2 separate regions of the Neogale vison genome follow, and region 2 is linked to region 1. A link is a contact called in public Hi-C data. All regions are on one chromosome and are shown on one strand. Each heading gives the region's core, a stretch centred on a gene start, on an enhancer-like site or on the middle of the called end of the contact. The rest is flanking DNA. Distances are from core to core; before and after follow the strand shown. Region 1 holds the start of KLF3 (Krueppel-like factor 3). Region 2 has its middle 130 kb from the start of KLF3.

Region 1 (4,575 bases), core at 1,631-4,130:
CTTCCACATACAGTAAACACCGTAAGTGAACATGTAATTTTATCACATGCAGGCAGCAGAGACCCTTCCTAATTAACACCAGCCTCCTTTCCCATTTCTTTTGTCTCTTTCTCCCCCATCCCAATGGCTGGTCTCTAGCCTCCATCAGATCGGGGGTGAGGGTAATGATCACTGCTCAGCCTCAGCATCCCGAGAAGGCAGAGAGAGCACTGGTAAGAATTCAGAGTACACTGGGTTAGTCCATATAACCGTGTGTCCCTTCACTATACAGAACTACATTCCTAGACACAGAGTGTGGGCCACCTAGAGTCACCCCTCCCCCCAAATTTCACCATCTTTTTCAACTGCATTAGTTAGAAACCTATCCGCACCCAGCTGTACATCTGTTCTCCCTGTCCACACATCTAAAGAAATTCACCTTTGGAGAATGTCACTCTGTTCCTGACATTTCATTTAACCCGAGAGTGTCATACAATCTGGAGGCCAGAATATCAATTTTTTACAAGATATCGGAAAACGTCTATTTTCCCTTAAGTATATTTAAGGTAGTAAAAACCATTCTTAGAGTCCCCCCACCCCCATTGTCTCTTTTTTTGGTTAGTTGGTCAGGACTGTTCAACTCAGGTTTCCACAATCAGAGACTGAACAAAATGTGTGTAGACAAAACTACAGGTGGAAAAAAAAAAAAGGCATTACTGTGCCCATAGCAACCAGAAGATTGGGTTTTAATTTAGAAACTTTGCAGTGAAAAAACAATAGCATGTTTTATATCTGACAAGATTTTGTGGTCTTAGCAGCTACTTTTCTTTGTTGTTCTAACATTTTTATACCTGCATTCCCCTTCATGAAAGCCCAGTGTTCCTTGAAGTGTATCTTTACTGAACTTAAATAGTACACTGAGCTCTTTTTCTTCTAAGACTTCGGATGCAAACCCCACTGACTGGAGGACAGGAGACAGTTTCCCTAGAGAGTTGAAATTCATCAAACATCCCATTTCAGGTCTCTGTTAATGAGCTACGGTCAACATATTCCATGCTTGGAGCCAGAAGAAACTCATCTGTCCGTTCTTTCTTAAAAAAACACGAACTCTCCACGTTTTGGAGATGTTAATATTATCAGACTGGTTTTCCCCTAAAAGCAAGTGTTTCCTCCAGTGGCAGATCATCATCCAGATGGATTTCTTATAAAAATGCTGCTCAAATTCATACAGAAAGCACTATAAAAAAAAAAGTGCAAAATTGCTCAGTGGAAAAACCTATAATGAACAACTGTCCATTCTACTCCATTTTGCTAATAATTATACACTAAATGTAAATGAAGTCAGAACTCCACTACATACTTCTCCTCAAATACCAGACTCCTGTGAGACTATAACTGATATATTTAAAATATCCTGGGTGGTATTAGTGGAAAAATGCATTCTGAGCTAGTAAAAAATTCAGTGCAAAATGTTTATTTTAGTGCAATACACGGTGAGCAATTCCAGGTTCCGTTTCACCTGACTTATTAAAAATAAGTCCAGCTCACACAGATTCTCCATCTATTATTACTGTCTATAGCTGTGAAATGTAACGCAGAAGATCCTCCCTGATATAAGTGGATATGACAATTCCAAGTATTATCTGCCATCTCCAAGAAAGCCACTCTGAAATGCTAGGTAAGTCCCAAGGGTCCATCCAGGTCCAGGGGTCAGTCTCTTAAGTCCCCACACGGCTCGAGTCCCTAACGCTGCAGGGACTTGCCGAAGGCGCTCTCCGCCTCCAGCCTCGCTGCAATCCTTGCTCCAGGCACTGCGGCAGGTTCTCGGTGTGCCCCCGAGGAGGACTCTCCAAACCCGGCCATCTCTTTTCTCCTGCCCCTGAGGATCCAGACGCCCTAGCAGCTCCTGGGCTCCAGAAGCGAGAATGGGATGCTGCCTTCAGTCCCCACGGCCCCAAGTTTCTTCCCAGAGGGCCCGGGAGGCTGCTCCAAGTTTGCTCCGGCGGGCCAGCGGTCGCGCGCCCCGTCCGAAGAGGGGGGCGGCGGGGGGCGGAGAGGGGAGGGCGCGGGAGCGGGGGGTGGGGGACCCGGAGGGGGAGGAGCAGGAGTGCGCGGCCTCCTCGCTACCTTTCTCCAAACAACGTTGCCACACGCGGAGAGCACTGAGATTTCTGGGGCTTTGGAGGGAACTGCGAGCGGGCGGGAGGGCGGGCGGCAGCCGGGGGACCACACAGGTGAGCCCCCGCCCGCAGCCTCGCCCGGGCCGCAGCGGGCGCCGCGGGTCTCGGTCCCCCGCACCGCGGGATCCGCACGGTGGCTCCCCCGAATCCCACACTTTCAACCGCCGAACCCGGGGTTTCCCCCATCCCCCTCGCCTCCCCTTCCGCCCCCACCCCCGGCTTCGAGGAGCTGTTGCACTTTCCCAAGCCCACAGGCGCCCCCACCCCCGCGCTGCACCCCCGGCCCATTAACGGCGCGACCCCCCTCCGGGGGAAAAAAGAAATGAGACCGGACGAGTCAAAAAGGGCGACAGCAGGAGTCGGGGCGAGGGAAGGTGAGGGAAAGGGACTTACTTTTCGAGGCGCGGTGCTGAGCGCTGCAGACGAGAAATAAAGGCCCGGCTCCGAGCCGCCTTGAACCCCGCGAATGCAGTAATGTCAGCGCGCCAACCGGGGCGGCGGTGGCGGTGGCGGCGCAGGGCACGGGGACAGGAACGGGGACGGGCGCGCGTGCGGCGGGCGCTCGCGCTGCGCTCCGGCTCGGGCCCCGGCTCCGCGCGGCTCCGCTCCTGGCTCCCCTCTGGCTCCTGGCACCAACTCCGGGCAGTCACATGACGCCGGCGCCGCTCGCTCTGCGAGCCTCCCGGGGCTGGCGGGGTAAGTAGAGGCTGGGACCCGGGGTGGGAGGGTCAGGGAGGGGAGAGGGAGCCGCCGCGGCCGCCCGGGCTGGGCGGGTCCCCACCCACTTGGGTGGAGGCAGCCGCCGGAGGGGTCGGCCGAGTCACTCGCGCAAACACGCACCCCGCCCTGCGCCCTTCCCCCGCCACCCCCGCCTCCCGCGCCGCCTCCGCCCCGCCCCGCCCAGTCACCCGGGGACGGCCTGACAGACAGTCATTATTCCCCGGAGCCGGGCGCCGCCCCGCCGGCCCAACCTGTCCGGCGAGGCGCGGGGCGGCCGAGGGGCTGGGCGTGCGCGGCGCGGCCCCCGCCCCGGAGCCTCCGCCCTTCGCCCTCCGCCCCCCAACCCCCGCCCGGCCCGGCCCGGCCCCGCGCACCCGCCCCAGCTCCGGAGTCCCCGCCCGCGCCCCCTCCCTGCGCCCCCCGTCCCCCCAAGTCCCCCGCCCGCTCGGGACCCGCCGCCGCGCCGCCGCCCCAGCCCGGGGGGAAGGAAGGGCGGCGCTGCCCGCTCCGGGCGTCACAGGGCTGCAGCCCGCTGCGCCGCTTCCAAAACACACAGCCGGGCGCGCGGGCCGGCCGAGGCGGGGGACCCGGGCGGCCGGGCCATCAATCAGCCGGCTCCGGCGGGAAGGGCGGCCCCGGGCGCGGCGGGAAGGGCTGGGCCCCGCGGCCAGCGCGGCCCCTCCTGGGCCGAGTGCGTGCAACTCTCTTAAAGAAAAAGCAGGAAAAGGCAGCGGCGGTGAAAGAACGGGAGGACCGGGGCGGATTCGGGGCAGAAGAGCGGCGGGAAAGGGGAGGGCAGTGGGGAGGACTTAAACCCTAAAACGCTCCCGAGTTTCCAAGGTCATTCGAAGCAGTGTTAAGAGCGATCTTTCTTTGTGCCCGGGACGCTGGGTCCCCTCGTCGTCCTCCCCGCGCAGGGGCGGCCCGGGTCGGGCGTGGGGGGCGCGTCCCCGCCGTCCCCTCCCCAGCTCCGGGCTTCTTTGAAGGTCCTGGGACCCCCCGAGGCAAACTTCCCACGGGCCGGGCCTGCCACTGGAGCGAAAAGGCAACCGGTAGCAGCGGCATTTGCTCAGCCGGGCCTGCCTGAAAAGTTGGCAAACTTCGGTCGGGCTCCTCCTGCTCGGAGGGAGGACTTCGGGCCAGCAGAGGGCTCGGCCCGGCGACCTCTCTTTTTTTTGTCGCTTCCCCGGGACCGAGCGCGAGCGTGCTCGGTGCGGGGCGGCGGAAACGTGCTTGCGGTCCTAGACAGGCCCCTGGGAGAACTTGGTATAGCATAGCCCCCGAGTTTAATGCTTTTTTGAATTTCTTTTAAACAGTATTAATGAAATAAAGAATGTAATAAAAAGAACAAAGGACAAATTGGTTCAATTGTTTTAGTCCTGCGTAATGTTTAAAAACTCCCTGCTTGAGTGTATGGCTTGTTATTGCTTCAAGATGTTTTAAAGGCCCTTTAAGTTCACCATTCTCACTTTGAAGCTTCATCCAGGCATGGTACTACTTAAAACCTGGAGATACTGTATATACCGAGCCCCATCATGTAGCTACGCAGTATTATAAAATTAGTACCGGGTAACCTCAAGGAGTGAAATTGCATGTTATAAAAAAAAAAATGCACATAACATAAAAGACCACGTGGAGAACAGCCAGCTCGGACACTGGTTCCTGTGCCATCTCTCTGTTCCATAAGATTAAGCTT
Region 2 (4,722 bases), core at 1,881-4,380, 140 kb after region 1:
TTTTTTTTTTTTAATGTTATTTTACAACATATTGAAGACTCCAAATTTTGCTTATCCGAAGGGGGCTCTATCAGGGGACATTATAGAACTAATTAATATCCGTTTTTTGTGTAACAAATTGTTTCTTACTAGTCCGGGTTAAAAGAACAGAAGCCTGTCTCTAGGTTTCCTATTTTACTTGGTAAAGAAAGGCTCCCCACCACCCGAAGGCACACCTTTAAGGGCTTCCTGTGCTGTGGGAAGAGTCCTGACTTTGGAATTCAGGAGGTCCTACAAGTGATTTGTGTTAGAGCTTCTCTGTGGCTGGTCACCCTGTGCCAGATGGCCATCAGGATACCCCCTGGCAGGAGACCTGGGTTGGACTGTGACCTCCAGGGGCTGAAGAGCTAAAAGCATCATAAATGTCCTCCCAGTTTGAAAGAGATGCTCTTTTGTTCTGTGTTAAACCAGCAAGAGCTGTAGGTAATCACTGGAGGGAAAGCAGTGGATTTAGGGGATCGGGCCCCTCCAGGTTGTGGGCATGGGTGGGGTGGGCCGGTGGCCAGGCACCAGGATGTTAGGAATGCTTCAGATTTTGTCCTCTTGCACGCTGAGCATTGTCTCTTGCTGGCTGACAGAGGACAGCACTTCTTAAGGATAAGGGACATTTCCACCTGGAGCTATGTCGTTTTTGTCGACATCAGAACGCTTTGTAAGTGCATGTCCCTGGAGTCACAAATTGGAAAATTTTACTTGTTTGGCAGAAATTGATTGTACAGTTTTTTTCAGGGTCACTTTATTTCCGTATAATGTAAATTTCACTGTATTTTCCAAGGTATTTCCAGCTTCACATGATGCCTAGCATGTAGTGTGTACTTAATAAATATTTGCTCAAACAAGAATAAGGTTCTTATAAAATTAACTGTACTCTTACCGGGTGATCCCGCAGTCACATTCCTTGGTATTTACCCAAAGGAGTTGAAAACTTATGTCCCTACAAACACCTGCACATGAATATTTATAGACGCGTTATTTACGATTGGCCAAACTTGGAAGCAACCAAGATGTCCTTCGGTAGGTGAGTGGATAAATGAACTGTGATATATTCAGAAAGGGAATATTATTCAGCGCTGAAAAGAAATGAGCTATCAAGCCATGAAAAGACAAAGAGGAACTCTAAATGCATATTCCTCTGTGAGAGAAGCCAATCTGAAAAGGCAACATGCTGTATGATTTTACATATATGACACTCCAGGAAAGGGAAAACTGTTAGAGTAGAAAGGTCCATGGTTGCCAGGGGTGGGCGGGGAGGGATGAATGGCTGGAGCACAGGGGATCTTTAGAGCAGTGAAAATACTCTGATACCATAATGACGGTTACATGTTGTTCTACAGTTGTCCAAGCCCAGAGAATGACAACGCTGGGAACGAATCCGAACGTCAACGATGAACTTGGACTGTTGACGGGCGATATGTCAGGGGTGGGCTCGTCAGCTGTAACAGCGTGGGGGCTCTGTTGGTGGGGGCTGTTGATAATAGGGAGATGAACCTTGTGTGGAGGCAGGGGCTGTATGGGACATTGCTTCCCCTCAATTTTGCTGTGAACCCTAAACGGCTTTCAACAGAGGTCTTAATTAAAAAAAAAAAGTAAGCAAGTACATGAATCCATAAGTGAGACTATGGCAAAACCATAACTTACCCATGCGATTGCTGGAAGCATCATCAATGAAATGACAGTTTTTCAACGGTCACTATTAGTAGGGCGTGACTCAGAAATCTGCAGAGAATTTTTCCTGAAGATCAGATATTCTGTCATAGGAATCGGTCACTTCTTTCAGTCCCCCCAAAACAATCTTGTTGAAGCTTTAGGCAAAGAAGAGCCCCAGAAACAGCCCACAGCTCTTACCTACCATTTCCTATTTGTCATTGTCGCAGCCCGCCCGGCCCTAATTGCTGCATCCTGTCTGACTTCAGTGACCGTCCACGTTTACACTAGAGTAGCAAGCACTTCCTGGCTGGCTCCTTGCAGACAAGGAGCCTCTGTTCGCCTTGGGACCGGGGAGGAAACAGCCTCTGACTGTCCCCGAGGCTGAGCGACTGGCCCCAACCCCAGGAGAGCAGACTTTGACACCCATATTTCTGAGCACTGGATGGGGAAGCAAAGCAATCAGTTCGGATATTGCCAGCCTTTTAAAAAAGCAGCACTTAGCAATAGTGTTTACAGGCTCACGTTTAAGAAAACAAAAATGCCTGTCTTCCAAGAATTCCTTTTAAGTGGTTTGCGAAGGTGTGTCCTTCCTAAGTAAAGAGCTTTTCACAGGAGCTTGTGCTGAATAATGGCGGAGTCTTGTTATGGCCCTATTTGACTTGGGAGGTTGTGTTTCTGTCCTGCTTGAAGCCTTCAAAAATACTGTAGGTACATTTGGGGTTATACTAGTTTACTTGGCTCCTATTAAAAAAAAAAAAAAAAAGATAAAAAAGGAAAGAAAAAGATGAAGAGAGTATTCTTGCCTGACTTAGAAGTTAGTGAATGGAGTGTGGCAGGTTTGTGGTCGCTGGTTTGCTGGGCTTCAACGGATTCAAATCCTGCTTTGAATCGGGGTCAAACTGGGGCCTTTTGTGAGGGGCGAACCTGAGGGGCCGGCGGGCTAGGGAGGTGGAGGGGTGACAAGTGTTCTAGAGCCCTAGGTTGCTATTGTCTGGCACACAAGCTCCAGCCACCGGACTGTTTTCCTCCGTGGAGGGGAAGCCGGATCAAGAGGGAGCACGGCGGGGTGGGGGGTGGGGGAGCCCGGGAAGGGCTGGTACAGCCATTTAGGCCTGACCGTCCCTCCCTGCTCCCCACTCCCGCCCCACTCACCCAGAACCTTCCTGCTGACCCGGAGAGGGCCGAGAAGGGACGCGCTTTGGGGCAGGAACAGGAACCGGCAGTGGCCCGCGGGAGCCCAGGCCATTTTCTAGGCGATTCGTTAATGAGAACTGACTGAGGCTCGGAGGAGAATGCAGGCCGGCCTGGGTTCCGCCCTCCATGCTAATGAAGAACGCAGCGAGGTGGATAATTAAGGGCAGTGATGTGAATAATTCCACACCGATCATCCAAAGGTAATGAAATGCATTATGAGTTTTGGGGACAGCAGATTTGCTTTACCAGCCAAGGCTGCTTTATGATAAAATGAGCTTTGCCTTTTCGAAGCGCGGACCAGCTGACTCTGGGAGGAGCCGGCGGGGACGGGGAGGACCCCGGGGGATGGAGGAGGAGCCCGGCCGGGATGGAGAACTCATTCGGCCATTAAAAACAACAACGTGTGGGAAGCTCGCAGCCTCGGATCCCGGACGGGGAGACACCCCCCTCGGGTTGACTGGGGGAGGGAGGGAAGGGGGGGCAAAGAAAAGAAAAGAAAAGAAAGACACAGGCACACTGAAGAGTCTGACCAACCAACCACAGCCATGTATAAAACAAACAAACGAGCACCAAACCAACCAAATGCGTGGAAGAAACACTGTAAGGAAACCCACGGGAATGCTTTTCTCCTAGGTAGTGTTGGAGAAGGGAACGTAGGTGATTTCTTTCTTTCTTCACTCTGCTGTTCTCCGAATTTTCTTCTGTGAGCTTGGATCATTTTCATCCTGAAAAAGGGGAACGCACTTAAAAAAAAAAAATGAACTTGACTTGGCAGAGTTATTCCCATAATGCCAACTTTTTGACTCATGTGGATGGGCAGGGCATCCAGCCAGGCCGGATTTTACTATAGACGTTGTGAGAGGTCCCAGCAGCCCTCTTCTGGATAGAAAGATTTTCTCTGTCAAAATCAGACTGTATGTGAATCTCTCTGGTTCTGCTTTTCTGAGAGCAAAGACACAGAGACAGCTTTTGGCTACGTGTTCTCCTTAGGGTATAACCGATTCCTACCATATGTAGTAGCTTTCTGGAACCTCATCTGCGCTGTGTTTCTTCCTTGTGTCTTCTAGTTTTCAAACTAGTTATGAAAATGACACTGGTAAATTAAATGGATTCTTGATTTCTTGATTTCATGAAGCCATGGGGCTGGCCGATCTGTGGGGTTTCCAGTGGATCTCTGGGAGGAGATGACTGATTATTTCTCACTCTTACTAAGAAGACAAGTTGTGGGAGACTTAGTAGCAAATTCTTTATTTTATAAAGATTTCTGGTTAATGAGGATGATCTGTCACCTAGAACTAAAATCTGTATTTCCCTCTATAAGTGTTTGGGTTTGAAAACACTAAAAAAGTCTTTAGGAACTCTGAGTATTTTGTTCTCACTGCATCACTTCTGGTATGAGATTGGCCAGATGTTTATGCTGCTGTTGGCCATGACCTTGTTTAGGGTTGGGTGGGTGTTACCAGAGAGTAGGGTCTCTTGGTTTTACTGAGTTGAGTTGATTGAAATACTTACTGTAATCTTGCAATATCATCCAGATTTTCAGGTTTTGTCCTAATAATGTACACATTTGCACTAATGTATATCACACTTCTATATGCTATAACGTGTATATGCTATAATGTGTACATATATATAACGTATATCACACTTCTATACACTATAACTGAGAAATGATGACTTCGATACCTCAACAATTATTAAAAGAATTAAATGAAACATGGGATGTGATTCGTACAGATAAGCAGGCGTATCCAAGTTACAATGTTCACTTGGCAGAAGCCAAAGGATGCCTGGGTGACCTACAGCCCATCTGGGCACTTCCTCATACAGTACCTTAGGACA

Evidence for each region. Hi-C and Micro-C count contacts between places; a contact is called where the count stands out from the background.
Region 2: a Hi-C map of fibroblasts shows a contact between it and region 1, with 4 times the contacts expected there. The contact joins the enhancer-like site here to the promoter of KLF3 in region 1. A contact is called at or near these places in 2 of 3 Hi-C or Micro-C datasets (fibroblasts and muscle).

The regions. Positions count from the first base shown.
Region 1 is chr11:36,365,696-36,370,270 of ASM_NN_V1, forward strand. It overlaps KLF3 (Krueppel-like factor 3), which reads right to left and starts at 2,881. Exons shown (of 6, transcript XM_044224618.1): 1 at 2,553-2,881.
Region 2 is chr11:36,500,976-36,505,697 of ASM_NN_V1, forward strand. No RefSeq gene overlaps it. Among named protein-coding and RNA genes, the nearest start is that of KLF3, 130 kb to the left of the region's middle. Within about 2 kb of position 3,131, the one cell type or tissue checked has open chromatin away from gene starts, as enhancers often do. A contact at or near this core is called in fibroblasts, where this site is marked.